Linked DNA regions of Mus musculus: all the other regions are linked to region 1. Evidence: chromatin contacts called from public Micro-C and promoter capture Hi-C data. All regions are on one chromosome and are shown on one strand. Each heading gives the region's core, a stretch centred on a gene start, on an enhancer-like site or on the middle of the called end of the contact. The rest is flanking DNA. Distances are from core to core; before and after follow the strand shown. Region 1 holds the start of Ldha (lactate dehydrogenase A). Region 2 holds the start of Dbp (D site albumin promoter binding protein). Region 3 holds the start of A030001D20Rik (RIKEN cDNA A030001D20 gene).

What was found. Promoter capture Hi-C pulls out the DNA fragments that hold promoters and counts their contacts. Hi-C and Micro-C count contacts between places; a contact is called where the count stands out from the background.
Region 2: a promoter capture Hi-C map of liver shows a contact between it and region 1, with 3 times the contacts expected there. The contact joins the promoter of Dbp here to the promoter of Ldha in region 1. A contact is called at or near these places in 3 of 39 promoter capture datasets (the C10 cell line, liver and pre-B cells), 1 of 484 Hi-C or Micro-C datasets (CD4 T cells), 1 of 115 datasets of contacts at active chromatin or transcription factors (pancreatic cancer cells) and 1 of 9 other capture datasets (liver).
Region 3: a Micro-C map of embryonic stem cells shows a contact between it and region 1, with 7 times the contacts expected there. The contact joins the promoter of A030001D20Rik here to the promoter of Ldha in region 1. A contact is called at or near these places in 1 of 39 promoter capture datasets (cranial neural crest), 1 of 484 Hi-C or Micro-C datasets (embryonic stem cells), 1 of 115 datasets of contacts at active chromatin or transcription factors (pancreatic cancer cells) and 1 of 9 other capture datasets (pancreatic islet).

The regions. Positions count from the first base shown.
Region 1 is chr7:46,844,473-46,849,161 of GRCm38.p6, forward strand. Ldha (lactate dehydrogenase A) reads left to right here and starts at 1,332. Exons shown (of 8, transcript NM_010699.2): 1 at 1,332-1,445; 2 at 3,124-3,273; 3 at 4,501-4,618. The coding sequence starts at 3,148.
Region 2 is chr7:45,701,961-45,706,952 of GRCm38.p6, forward strand. It overlaps Dbp (D site albumin promoter binding protein), which reads left to right and starts at 3,287. Exons shown (of 4, transcript NM_016974.3): 1 at 3,287-3,802; 2 at 4,646-4,992. The coding sequence starts at 3,664. It overlaps Car11 (carbonic anhydrase 11), which reads left to right. Exons shown (of 9, transcript NM_009800.4): 4 at 474-659; 5 at 873-968; 6 at 1,102-1,174; 7 at 1,499-1,653; 8 at 1,753-1,918; 9 at 2,529-2,711. The coding sequence ends at 2,554.
Region 3 is chr7:45,636,855-45,641,295 of GRCm38.p6, forward strand. A030001D20Rik (RIKEN cDNA A030001D20 gene) reads right to left here and starts at 1,904. Exons shown (of 2, transcript NR_152217.1): 1 at 1,829-1,904; 2 at 1-284. Rasip1 (Ras interacting protein 1) reads left to right here. Exons shown (of 12, transcript NM_028544.1): 10 at 1-38; 11 at 1,016-1,163; 12 at 1,831-2,238. The coding sequence ends at 2,030. Mamstr (MEF2 activating motif and SAP domain containing transcriptional regulator) reads left to right here and starts at 3,123. Exons shown (of 10, transcript NM_172418.2): 1 at 3,123-3,176; 2 at 3,848-3,985. The coding sequence starts at 3,928.

The DNA.
Region 1 (4,689 bases), core at 82-2,581:
CATCTCCACCTGTGCTTCCCCCTCACCACTCTACACTGAGGTATCCACAAGGCTCTCCTCTTCCTCTTGCTTGCTACTTGCTCTGGTGTCTCTTAGAACTCACCTTCACTTTTTTCTTTTAAAAAGTTAAATTTCATTTCTCTTGTTCTGACTTTTTTAAAAAAATAATTTTAACTATATATAGGGGGAGAGAGACTCTATGAAGGTCAAGAGGGTATTGGAACCTCTGGATCTGGAGTTACAAGCTTTTGTGATATTAATGGCAGAGCCATCTCTCCAGGTCCAACTGTTTGACTTTTTAATTTTTTTAAATTTGCGCTCTGCTGAGGGACTCAGGCCTTGGTGTATGCAAGACAAGTGTCCCTGTCCTGGCCACACTCCTAGCCTGTTGTTTGTTATAAAAGAGATCACAAGGGATACAGACAAGCGAAAATAAGGGGGGGCTGTGAGCTTCATTCCCTCTCACATGATCCCTGCATATCCAGCACCCTGCAACCAGCTTGTTCAAATCTTGCTCAAGACTGTAATAGACCTTAATCTGCAGTGAACACATCCCTTCCGGGGAGATGGGTGAGCAGGGTTGAAAGTCACAGTTCTTCCCATCACTAAGGAAATCAAAGCAGTTGCAAACTCCATTTCACATCCTATCAGTGGTGGAGTACCTTAAGATTCACATACGGTTGATCGGGAGCTGGGAGAGGAACAGGAACTGGCCTCACAGCTTAATGAGACCTCTAGAAAGACGTTTAAAGGCAGAGGGGGTGTGTGAAAACAAGCAAGGGCCCTGATACTCCTTGGTAAGGCTAAACACAAATGCCTGCGGGATGGCATGGGAGAGGGCAGATATGGATGTAAGCTGGCAAGCCATCAGAAGCTGAGCCGCACCCCCCTCCCCCCATGGTTTGGGAGATGGAAGTGGGGCAGGAGAAAGGCCCATCTGATAGGCTGCTATGGCGGATAGACCGGCACGGTGCTGGCATGTGCTTTCACACAATATTTACTGAAGGCCTGTTGCTTGCCAGGAGTTGTTCCCGGCGCCGGGAACAGCAATGAAGAAAGTGACCAGGGTTTTTTCTGAGTCTCACAAGTTTTCCGGTGAAGGAGGCGGAGGATCGATGCATTTCGGGCTCCTGCTTCTGAGGCTGAGGAGCATGTCGGGTTGGCCTTTCTTTGGGGTGTCGCAGCACACGTGGAGCCACTCTTGCAGGGACATCGTGCTGCGCGCGCCGCCCCGGTCTCGGTGGCGCCTAGCCCGGCTGGACGCCCGCCCCCGGCCCAGCCTACACGTGGGTTCCCGCACGTCCGCTGGGCTCCCACTCTGACGTCAGCGCGGAGCTTCCATTTAAGGCCCCGCCCGCGTGCTGCTCTGCGTGCTGGAGCCACTGTCGCCGAGCTCGGGCCACGCTGCTTCTCCTCGCCAGTCGCCCCCCCATCGTGCACTAGCGGTACGGTTGGGCCCCACGCTGCCGGCACAGGGGGTCCCTATCCGGGGTGGAGGTGCAGGGTGTTCAGATTTGGGCACGCGTGGGCTACTGTGCTTTGGGGAACTGAGCAGGCGGCCCCACCCAGCCTGGGGCGGCGAGACCCGTGTAAAGAGGACTAAGGGGTGGCTGGCCTGAAGGTTGGGAGCCACCGAACGGGGGCGAGGGAGCGGTGCGAAACTTGAGCTCCCGTAACTCGAGCCCATGGGGGCCGAAAAAGCCTTGGCACGTCCGGGGCGGGTGCTTCGGAGCAGCCGTGCGGTTTGCATTTTCCTTTGCGTGGGCTCGGTGGAGTGGTTGTTTCCTGCAGATTATAGGGCGCTCTTGCCCTAAACGCATTTTGTTAAGAGGCTCGCTCCTGGTGTGACTGGGGATCGTGCTAAGCGCGCTGCGTGCGGAGAGGAAGCGGGAAGAGTCGCAGTCCTTCCTCTGCACCCTAGACGGAAGGAGGAAACCTGTAGCTGAGAGGCCTGCGACACCCATCGGGTCGTAGGTGGGAAGTAGAGGCACCCTGTCCTAATAGAGCACAGACTTGAGGTTTGCGTGAAGTAGATTCTCTGAGGGAAGAGCCCCACGCCCTGCCCCCAGTCAGCAGAGACCTCACAAGGCTGTCTAGAAATAGCAGCGGTTGTAAGGAGACCGGATTCCTGCTTGATGGCCCTAGGCTGCTTGCCCAGAGATCTTGTCCAGTCCTTTTGCACTTTGGAACGATTTCAAAAATAGACATGGTGCTTGCTGGGAAAGGTGGCCATCGCGGGGGTGGGAGTGGGCTCCAGGCCTCAGGCCCTCCGCAATTGTATCCCCATTTTGGAACTGAAGAAATTTCCCTTAGCGGCCACATCCTGGGTAATGAGGCCCCGCCCTGGTGGGTGAAGGCCCTAATCCTGTTAGTGGCATTTGAGATCTCACTCTGGCACCAGGCTAAGGTGGCTGCCAGCTCCACTTCACCGCGCTTGTGCTTTGGGCTCTAGTAAGGGCCAAACTTTGACGCCGAACTGCCTGCCAGAGGTCTCATCCATGGCCAGCAGTCGCTAGACCTATATATATGACACCTGATTCTGAAATTGCGCACGCGCACTGCCTTCCCCCGCCTGCCAGTCTTCTGGATCTGGGCTGGTCATACAACTTGGGTTCTTGCGGGGGTGGGGGGGTTAGGAAGGAAGCTTGCGCGTGCGCAGGCTTAAGCACGTTGCTATGCCTTGGGGTCGCACCTTGTGGCCGTTATTGGCGCCCTCTGCTCTTGATTTTTGGTACTTCCTGGAGCAACTTGGCGCTCTACTTGCTGTAGGGCTCTGGGTGATGGGAGAAGAGCGGGAGGGCAGCTTTCTAACCATATAAGAGGAGATACCATCCCCTTTTGGGGTTCATCAAGATGAGTAAGTCCTCAGGCGGCTACACGTACACGGAGACCTCGGTATTATTTTTCCATTTCAAGGTGAGAGCCTTCCTGGTGAGAGCCAGACCACACCCTGGCGCTGGCTATTCTTGGTTTTCCACTTCTGTTCTTTGTCACATTGTCACTTAATGGAAAAGGAGTCCAAAGGTAGCAAAGTCAGCGTTTTTTTTTTTTTTTTTTTAAATACAGGGACTTGGTGAGTATACCTTGGGCAGGTTACAATGACACACGGTGTATACCCCTTAGGTCTCAAAAGATTCAAAGTCCAAGATGGCAACCCTCAAGGACCAGCTGATTGTGAATCTTCTTAAGGAAGAGCAGGCTCCCCAGAACAAGATTACAGTTGTTGGGGTTGGTGCTGTTGGCATGGCTTGTGCCATCAGTATCTTAATGAAGGTAAGTGGAGATCCTTCATGGCCCAAGCCTATGGGTGGGGTGTGGGGGAGAGGACATCCCTACATTGTCACATTGTATGTAAAACTATCAAGGTTTGCACACACTCAGTCATCTGTGAAACATTTTGCAACATAATGATACACAAGAAAGGGATTATCCAAAGTAACTGACAGCCGGGCGCCTTTAATCCTCGCACTTGCGAGGCAGAGGCAGGTGGATTTCTGAGTTCGAGGCCAGCCTGGTCTACAAAGTGAGTTCCAGGACAGCCAGGGCTGTCTCCAAAAATAAAATAAAATAAAATAAAATAAACCACCAAAGTAACAGCGTCAAAGTATATACCTTTTCTTCTACTTTCTCAGTTACATGAACCTAGGGCCTCCAACATGCTAGGTAACCATTGACCTATATACCCAAATCTAAAGTGATTTTTGAATTGGAATTTATATGTGCATATTGATTAAAAATTAAAATCCTACTGAATAGGTTGTCTTGAACTTCTATTCAAATCCCACTGTTTCCTGGGGTATATAATTTTCCTTTGGAAAAATAACTGAGCACACCCATGTGAGAGGGTAAATTTTTGGTTCTCGCTTGCCTTATGGGTTCTGGAGATGAAATTCAGCTCAGCAGACGAATGCAGGAGCTGATTTCACACACACACCCCCAAGCCATCTCGGATCTAATTTTCTTATCAATCATAGGGCTAAAATTTAATTAGTTACAACTTTATCACTGAATTAGAAAACACTTTGAGGCAGGGTAAGTCAATGTTCTTGATTCATATGTAGTCCAAACTAGCCTTAAACTTGGAACAATCTTCCTGGGTGTTGGTTTATACGTCTGCAACATCACACCTAGCTTTGCAGAATACTATTATTCTGCAGGTATTAACTAAGACAGGGCTCCTGTCTATAAGTAGTTGTTTGTTTGTTTGTTTGTTTTTCTCCTTCTTGGAGACTTGACTGCCATTAAGGGCATGCATCGATATTCCTGACTTGGAGTGTTGCTTCTTTAATTGAGTCCTTCCTTCCCCCCACCGCACGGTCTCATGCTAAGCAATGGTCTACTCTGAGCTTCCTGCCTAGGCCTATTTGAAGCCTTGGTACTGGCCAACATTGCCCGGCTCCAATGGAGGGCTTGCAGGAGAGACACGACACGGGGCCTTTTGGGGAGCAATGAGAAGAATCAGAATTATTTTCCCATTTAACTAAACCGTTTGTCTTTTAGGACTTGGCGGATGAGCTTGCCCTTGTTGACGTCATGGAAGACAAACTCAAGGGCGAGATGATGGATCTCCAGCATGGCAGCCTCTTCCTTAAAACACCAAAAATTGTCTCCAGCAAAGGTTGGTTGTGGCCAGGTTCTCTTGCTGTCAGACTTAAGTTCCTCCTCGGGCCTGAACCTCCATCTCTATAG
Region 2 (4,992 bases), core at 2,037-4,536, 1.1 Mb before region 1:
AAGCCTCCCTGTCTCAAAAAGCCAACAACAACAACAACATAAACTATGGCAAATCCCCATAACTGCCCACGAGACCTCAAATCGGGGCTAGGAGTATTTTTTTGTTTGTTTTTCTTTTTTCTTTCTTTTTTTTTTTTTTGTTGTTGTTGTTGTTTGAGACAGGGTTTCTCTGTATAGCCCTGGCTGTCCTGGAACTCACTTTGTAGACCAGGCTAGCCTTGAACTCAGAAATTCGCCTGCCTCTGCCTCCCAAGTGCTGGGATTAAAGGTGTGTGCCACCACTGCCCGGCAGTTCAGTACTTGTTAACTGAATTAAGACACCAGTGTTAAGCACCTCAAAAGATATGGTCTGAGCCTGGGGAGTAGCTGATGCCCAAGCTATATTAGATAATCGTTGGACTTGGGGAATAAGAGTGGAGGATGGGAGAGGTTCCTCTCCCTGTGTCCCCCAATAGTTTATACCTCTCCTGCAGCTCCGGGGAACCTTGTACAACACTGGCCGCCATGTCTCCTTCCTACCTGCATCCCGACCTGTGGTCAACGTGTCTGGGGGTCCCCTTCTTTATAGCCACCGACTCAGTGAACTGCGCCTGCTATTTGGAGCTCGAGATGGTGCCGGCTCTGAACACCAGATCAACCATGAAGGCTTCTCCGCTGAGGTGGTGACCCCTCACCTGACCCTCCAACACTAGATCACCCTGGTTTCTTAGCTTATGCTTCAACCCATCCTGCTACTCAGGGCCGCCTCTCCCTACCCTAAGTACTAATTCCTGGTGCGGTTCTGGACACCAAAGCCCTGAGAGTTGAAACCATCTATCGTCTCTGAATCTTCCGCTAAGAAACCCTTCTCTGTGCCTCCTCTTCCACCCCAGGTGCAGCTAATCCACTTCAACCAAGAACTCTATGGGAACCTCAGTGCTGCCTCAAGGGGCCCCAACGGCCTGGCCATTCTCAGCCTCTTTGTCAATGTGAGGGAGGCAAGGAGGGCAACTGGCTTCCAGGGTGTGAGGGACAGGGAGGCTGGGAGGCTAGCCTGGGGTGGTGGGTCTTTGTGGAGCAGGTCTGGGCTGCCGTCTCCCTCGCCTCGTGCCTCCTGCGTAGGTGGCTGGCAGTTCCAACCCATTCCTCAGTCGCCTCCTCAACCGGGACACTATCACCCGAATCTCCTACAAAAGTAAGTCCCCCAAGCTAGGGGTGGCGTCCCCAGTTCCTAGGAAGGCTGAGGAAGGAGGGTGGGCTACAGAGTAAGTTCAAGGTCAGCCTGGGCTACTTAGCAAGAGCCAGGGTGACAACAGAAAGGGAAGAGTGGTTGGAGATGATGCAGCTTGGTCACGAGCGCCTGGTCAGAATCTCCCGGTGAGGGGCTGGGGGCCTGGTGCAGTGGTACCTGCCTAGCATGTCCGAAGCCTTACATTCAGTCTCCATACGACAACAGACATAACTAAGTCCCTGTGCATTATCTGGGACCCCCTTTTACGCTGACTTGATGTCTGCGCAGATGATGCCTACTTTCTTCAAGACCTGAGCCTGGAGCTCCTGTTCCCAGAATCCTTCGGCTTCATCACCTATCAGGGATCTCTCAGCACTCCTCCGTGCTCTGAGACTGTCACCTGGATCCTCATCGACAGGGCTCTCAATATTACCTCCCTCCAGGTGACTGACACCCCCACCCCCCCCCACCCCCGTGTGTGCATGCTACTCCTGTCCTGAGCACCACCCCGGTCCACTCACCCGTGGTTTCTCTTGAGGCAGATGCACTCCCTGAGACTCCTGAGCCAGAATCCCCCCTCCCAGATCTTCCAGAGCCTCAGTGGTAATGGCCGGCCCTTGCAGCCCCTGGCCCACAGAGCCTTGAGGGGCAACAGGGACCCCCGGCATCCCGAGAGGCGCTGCCGAGGCCCCAACTACCGCCTGCATGGTATGCTTAGTGTGTCCCCTCCTTCTCCACGTCCTGATAGTCTGCACTTATTCCCAGTGGTTGTCTCAGTGTGATACATCCCTTGTCCTTTCTCACCTCTCCATATGGAACAGCCTGCTGCAGCCCACCCCTCTTTGCAGCTTAGTCTAAGGCCTGACACCCTGTTTTCCTTGTGGTACAATTACATACTGGTCCATGCCCTCTGCCTACTGTTACTTGCCAAGATGGTACGGTCCAGGTCACCTGTTTACAAATGGTATGACCCTACTTAGAGCTGTAGTCTTTCTGCTATTCCCTTTCTGAGAATCAGCGTGGTACAATCCCTCTGTCTTTCTTACTGCCACTGTGGCTCGGCCCCGGGAAATCGGTTAGTTTCTTGTCTGGTTTCTCAACATGGTACAGCCCAGAAGACCATATCCTCTCCATGTACCTTTATGCAAACCAGCCTATTCTGCACGTCCCATGTGGCCTTCTTCCCTCCCTACATGGTCTGGTCCAGGAGCTGATCATTCCCCCAACTTGGTATATTCCATTCCCCCTTAGCAGCCTGACTAGTAGAGTCCTATGTGCTCAGCTCCCACACCCCTCAAGCCGGTGCTTCCCTTTGCAGTGGACGGTGGTCCTCACGGTCGCTGAGACTCCCCAACGAGGATTACGCCCGCCTGTTCTGAGTTTCCTCACCAGGGGAGGGGATTCACCCCAAAACAAAGCTATTAAAAGGACTGAATGTTTCCGGTTTCTCGGTGGTTTATCAGTCGCGATTGAGGAACATCTAGATATTAAAAAAAAAAAATCCTTCCCGAAGCCCACTTCTTTCTGCCTTAATCTGCTCTAATTGATGTTCTGCTTTTTTTCCTCAATGAGTCTGTGAACACTCGGCTCCTTTAAGAGGTACCCCTCTTGCCCCACACCCGCATCCGATAGCACGCGCAAAGCCATGTGCTTCCCCCTTCTTCCTGCCTCATTGGCCCGAAGTGGGTCACGGTCCCGCCTCCAGCGCCTCCTCCCATTGGCCAAATATAGGTCAGTGTCCCGCCTTCTTCCAAAAGGCGAGGCAACTACACAAGTTCAGCCCCTCACGCGCCTCCAGGGTCTTGGCATATCCCTTCATCTCATTGGCTGAGCGTCTCAAGGGCTCGAGACGTGATTGGTTCTTGCCAGAAGCCGGAGGAAGGCACGCGGCTGGGGTGCATGGCCCAAGTGGAGGGAGGGGGCCCGGAGGAGGGGCGCGCGCTCTGGCGTCCGGTGTTTTGGTTTAGATTTTTTTTTTTCCGCGAAAGAAGTTTGCTTTGGCCACGCCTCAAGGCTGCCACCTCCTCCTGCCCCCTCCTCCGCCCCTGGGTGCACACCTCTGGGTGCAGATTGCAAAGCTCCTTTCTTTGCGAGAAGTGCAAAATTGGCTAGAGCCAGAGACTCGCCCACTTGGTACAGAAGGAGCGCGCGCCTGTGTCCCTTGGGGACCCACAGTTGCAAAGAGACAGCTGCTTGATTTGGTCACCCACTCGCCCAGACTATAGGAGCCTCCCGGGACAGTCTTTGAGTTGCACCTTTCTGCAGAACTGACTGGTTGAACCCCCGCAGCGCTCTTAGGATTTGAAGCGTCCTGATCCTGGAGGCTTGCACGCCGCGCTCTCCCGACTCTGGGACACATTCGCCCGAACCACTGGAGTGTGCGGGTGACTGACATATCATCTCATCTCTTCGACTCTCCATGAGCTCATGAACCTGGGAGCAGGTCCACGGCAATGGCGCGGCCTCTGAGCGACAGGACCCCGGGCCCCCTGCTGCTGGGTGGCCCGGCTGGGGCCCCCCCTGGCGGGGGAGCGCTGCTTGGGCTGAGGAGCCTTCTGCAGGGAAACAGCAAGCCCAAAGAACCGGCCAGCTGTGAGTTCTAGTCCCACTGTGTTAGGGACTCAACTGTTGGGGTGGTGGTCCACGGCACCTATCAGCTAGGTGTCCCATCTTTGCTAGTCTTCATTAGGTCACTTAGGTCTTCCAGTCCATCAGCCTCCAGGACCAAATCTGACGCCTGGAGGGCCTAAGGGTCAAGTCCCTGGAGTGTTCCTACTTGAGGACAGAGTTTAGGTGCCAGACCCCTCTTTCTTTCCTTTGGCCTCAGAGTCTGGACCCCTGGAGTCCTAGGGGAAGGGAGGGGGTGTGTCGGATGCTCACACGGTGCAGACACGGGCTTGGGCGGGGCCTCGCAGGGTCACATGGAAACTAGGGATGAGGAATGTGCCTGAGCAGTGGAGCCCCTTCCAGCCCCAACAGACTGTGGGGGAGGGGATGAGGGTGCTGGGGGTGGGAGAATTACTGAGCTGTCACTTTTTCTTTCTCACCTGCCCAACCTTTCACCCACCCTGTCACTAAACCCTTCTTTCTAAACTTCCATCCTCGTTCTCTGGGTCGCTTGTGCTTGTGTTTCTTAATCCCCTCCCGGGCCCCTAACCCTATCCTTCTGTATACTTTTGCCTTTTCCCCCTCTCCGGGTCCCCGTCTCCCTGACCCTCTATTGCTGGGGCCTTGTTCTCTTTTCTCTCTGGGTCTCCCCAAGCCCCGTCTTTATCCCTCTCTTCTTTTTCTGGGTTCTCTCCCTGCCTGTACCCACCTCCCTGGGTCTTTGCCCTACGGCTCCCGTCTCCTCACTTCTCTGTATCTCCGCCATATCTCTAACTTGGGGTCCCTCCTGTGTCCCTCCACCCCATCCGGTCTCTCCCTGGCCTACAGGTCTCCTGAAGGAAAAGGAGCGCAAGGCAACTCTGCCCTCAGCCCCCGTCCCGGGACCCGGCCTGGAAACGGCGGGCCCAGCCGATGCCCCGAGTGGGGCCGTTAGTGGCGGTGGGTCCCCTCGGGGGCGCTCAGGGCCTGTGGCTGGCCCGAGTCTTTTTGCGCCGCTGCTGTGGGAACGCACTTTGCCTTTCGGGGACGTGGAATACGTGGACCTGGACGCCTTCTTGCTGGAGCACGGGCTACCGCCGAGCCCGCCGCCCCCCGGGGGCCTGTCGCCGGCACCCTCTCCAGCGCGCACTCCCGCGCCCTCCCCCGGGCCCGGCTCTTGCAGCTCCTCTTCCCCC
Region 3 (4,441 bases), core at 654-3,153, 1.2 Mb before region 1:
TGAACCTGCTATGTGTGCCCCGCACCTCCCTGCTCAAGGTGACTCTTGGTCGGCTTTGTATGACTTTGACTTTTGAATCTCTATCCCGGCTCTGTGTACTCAGCCTCTCTGTGACCCCGAGTCATCTCCAGCCCGTGAGATGACTTAGACACCATGACGGGCCACTGGCAGCCGCAGAAGTCGGTGTCAAGAGTGACTGAACATGGATGCTGAATGCTTCTGACTCCGAACTTGCTAGAAAGAGTTTTCTATGCTCCATTTCTTAGATGCGTTGAGTCAGAATTCTGGTTTGAGACAGAGGAAAATGCTGGTTATCATTCGTTGGTTGCATGATGGGAACGGTGATGATAATGTCAACAAACACCCCCCATTCAAAGTAGATTATCAATAGTTTTCTTCAGATGAGAAAACTGAATCAGGTAGCTCACATTTGTTTGTTTGTTTGTTTGGTCTTGCTGTGTAGCTCTGGTTGACCTGGAATTCACTAGTCTGGCCTTGAGCTCACAAATGAGTCACCTACCCCTGTCTTCTGAGTTGCTGGGACTAAAGGTGGTCACGAGCACACTAGGCCTCTACTTTTGTCTGCACGTGTATATATGTGCACCATGACCATGACGTGCCAGAAGTGGAGGGCAGCTCTTCTGAAATGGGACTTACAGGCCACGTAGGTGCTGGGAAGCAAACTAGTTCTCAGCTGGGTCCTCTGCAAGAGCAGCAATTGTTCTTAACTGCTAAGCCTTCACCCCAGGCCCTTCACTTCACTGATTTCTATCTTATTACAGTACTGGGGATTGAACCCAGAGAGTTGCATATGCCAGGCAAACACTGCCGCTGACCTGCATCTCCAAGACCCCTTTTTACTTTTTAATTTTGAGATAAGAGTTTCACCATGTTTCCCAACCTGGCCTTGTACTTTGAATCCTCTTGCCTCAACCTCCTAAGAAACTGGGATGGCTGGCCTGCCCTATGGGACCCAGCTGTGACCACAGACGTCTAACTTGGGGACTTCCCCTAGGCTTCATGGAGCAGCTTACGGACTGACTACCCCACCCTGACTCCAGCTCAGCTCCACCATCTCCTCAGCCACTACCAGTTGGGTCCTGGCCGTGGTCCCCCACCAGCCTGGGACCCACCACCTGCAGAGCGGGATGCTGTGGACACAGGTGTGCAGATCCGGGCTAACGAACATTGAGATGTCTTCTTTATTTGAGACCTAAGAGTCCCTGTTCCCAGCCCTTCCCACTTTCAGTTCCCAGGGTTCAGATGCCCTCTCTGAAGGGCTTAAAGACTGGCTGCAATTATAACAGTAGCAGGGCTTGCTTACTTTGCGGTCCCCTTCAGTAAGTTAAGAAGAGTTCAAACATTTCATTGTTTTTTTTACTTAGACTTAATCTCTTAGCCTCGTCTCTCCACATCTCTTGCCCTAACCCAACTAACAGAGGGATAGGTTTCTCAATCCTCAGAAATCTCCCAAGGTTCCCCAGCCCATCCTCAAGGTTCCAGGGTACCTGGGACCCTATTTTCCTGGTAATGGGCCTTTTTTCCCTAGTTTTCTTGGCTTTTCAAGATAGGATTTCTCTCTGTAGCCCTGGCTGTCTTGTAACTCTGTAGATCAGGCTGGCCTCGAACTCAAAGAGATCCACCTGCCTCTGCCTCCAGAGTGCCGGGATTATGTGTCACCTCCTCCCCCCTCCCCACACACACGTTTTAGCTAAAATTCCCGTCATCCTTTGAAACACAGGGAACCCAGTCTCATCGTTTCTTACTTAAGGAGATAGACCACCTCACACTCATGCTGAGTTTTTAATTCGGTTTTCCTCGTACTCACAGGGGATATCTTTGAAAGTTTTTCCTCGCACCCTCCGCTCATCCTGCCCCTGGGCAGCTCACGCCTGCGCCTCACCGGCCCTGTGACAGATGACGCATTGCATAGAGAACTGCGCAGGCTCCGTCGCCTCCTCTGGGATCTTGAACAGCAGGAGCTGCCAGCCAATCATCGCCATGGACCCCCGGTGGCTTCGACACCTTGAAAACCAATGAGAAAGGAACGCGCGCAGCTTGAAACTGCATCGCTTCTTAAAAGGGAGCCCGCCTGGGCGTAGAGCATTTTGGGAGTTGTAGTTTTCCCTGCGTAGACGGCTGAGAGTTTGAGTTGTTGGGTTGGTAGACGATGGGACAGTGGGAAGATGGGCTTGGGATGTGAATGCCAAGAAGTAATAAAAATATCTGTGGTATTGACCTCACTTGTCAAGATTTGGGGGCCTTAGCAAAGATTTTTTTTTAAGGTGCCAGGGACTGTGCTTGGAACGTTGGGCGTCTGCCGAGTTTGGGGAGATATTTCTAGCCATGGCCTCAGCTTGCCCTCTAGCACGAAATGTGACCCTGTAGTACTGAGCACTGTCACACAACTCGGAACACAGCCTGGACCATGTTCTTCTGAATATCAGACCCCATGTACTACCAGTGAGAACAGGTCATCACCATCTCCCTCTTACCTACAAAGTCCAAACTTTAGCTTTCTCCCCCCAGTCCTTCCGATGCTGTCTGCCTACTGTGCACACCGCTGACTTCCAACACCCAGCACCTCTCGGGTACTAGTCCTATTCCATCAGATCCAAGAATGCAAACCTCAGCTCTCCTCTCCCATACCAGAGGCCTAAGACTCCGTCCACCACCCTCAGACCCAGAGTCCTGACTTCTGCCCCCTTCCTTTTTAGAACTAGGAGTCTGGGCCTCATGTTTGAACTTTCCCCTCCTCTGAACTTGACTCCTACTGCTGTGTCAGGAAAAAAAGAACCAACAGGTGGCACCTGCCGGCAGGGTCTGAACACGACCACCTGCCGCTGTTGCTCACCCGGGTCCCTCTCTCTGCACCTGCTCCTGTCTGTCGCCAGTGACCGCTCCACCCAACCCACAGCTCGGGACTCGGGGGAGGAGATAGTAAGGGAACCCTCGAAGTGAGCCAGGCCGGTCCTCACGGCGTGTGTGTCCCGCCCCTTTTCTGGGTCCTTGCAGGGCTTCTGATCCAAGGCTCGCTCTCTTGACTCCCACTCGCCCTAGAAAGGGGAGTCGAGGGCGGCCCAAGGCTTGTGGGGTGGAGCCTAAGGTCTCCAGCCTAATCCGGGAGACTCCACCCGCTTCAAGGCACAGCTGAGTAGCTGAGAGGAGCCTACCTGGTGAGAAGCCCCTGGGGTAGATATGGGGATTTTTTTTTTTCATTTTACCCTTCATTCTCCGTTCTGGTTCCCCCTTCTGGTCCCAATATCTTTCCCACAGAGCCCCGTGCATGACACTCAACCCATTCTGTTTCAGGGACCCCTATGTTTCCCAGACACTTGTCATATTCTTTGATTCCCGTCTGTCCTAGAATCTTCGATTCTAGTCCCTAACAGCATGCAGTTCTCGTCCTTAATCTCCTCCTCCTTCAGGGTTCAGACTCCAGACGACTGCTTCCTGCACTTTCAAAGGCCCAGAACTCCAGATTCCAATGCTCTCCCTCTTAGATGCAGGAGCCCATGACGCAGGTCCTTCCTGTACCGCCAAGATCCAGGGATTTAGACCCAGCCCTTTTGCTTCCGACTCAGAACTCCAGGCCCAAAGCCTTCTACAGACACAGCAGTCCATGCCCAAGTACTTCTCCCTCCAGCCAGAACTCCAGGCCGCAACCTTTCTTCAGTCCTAGGGCTCCAGGCCCCAGCCCGTGTCTCTCACACCCGGAGGTTCAGGACCAGCCCTCCTTTCTCAGACCCAAGGGCCCAGAGACCAGTCATCCCCCAAAAGAGCTGATCTGGCCCAGTACTTTTGTCTCTAACCTTTCACACTGTCTCCAAAATTCCCCCAATGGCAGCCTCCCGTCATCCACTTTGACCCTGCCGCGCTCTGGTGGCTCTGGCTTCCTCTGTCCAGGTCTCCACCTCAGCCTTGGCAATGACCCTGGCAGCCTCCTCCCAGCGCTCCCAAATCATCCGTTCCAAGTTCCGCTCTGGTGAGAGGTTGCTTGTCTCTATGCATGTGGGGAGGGGTCCCGGAGCCAGGGCCCAGGGTCCCAGTAACATGATTCTCTGGCATGCGTGAATCGACCAGTGGTGTTCACATACAATGTCACTTGTGCTATGGAGTGGAGTAGTAGATGAATGTGCACATGGCTTGCTAAGCCATAGGTGGTGACACCCAAGAGTGCATATGTTGCAAAGGACTTAAACTGACCTGTAGGCAAAGCAGAGGAGCAAACTGAGACCTGAAGTGCATGTGTGTGTGGCAGGGGGACCAAGAGCTATCAAGCCTTGAAAATGTCATTAGCCAGGATTTGTTGCCAATGCAAAGAGTTCTGAACACTCAGAGAGGAGCAGAAATGTGCACTGGAAACTCTTTGCCCCCAAACTGAGGGTCAAGTCTTGAACATGTGAGTGACATTCCTGTGGGTGCATGCCAGCAAGAGTAA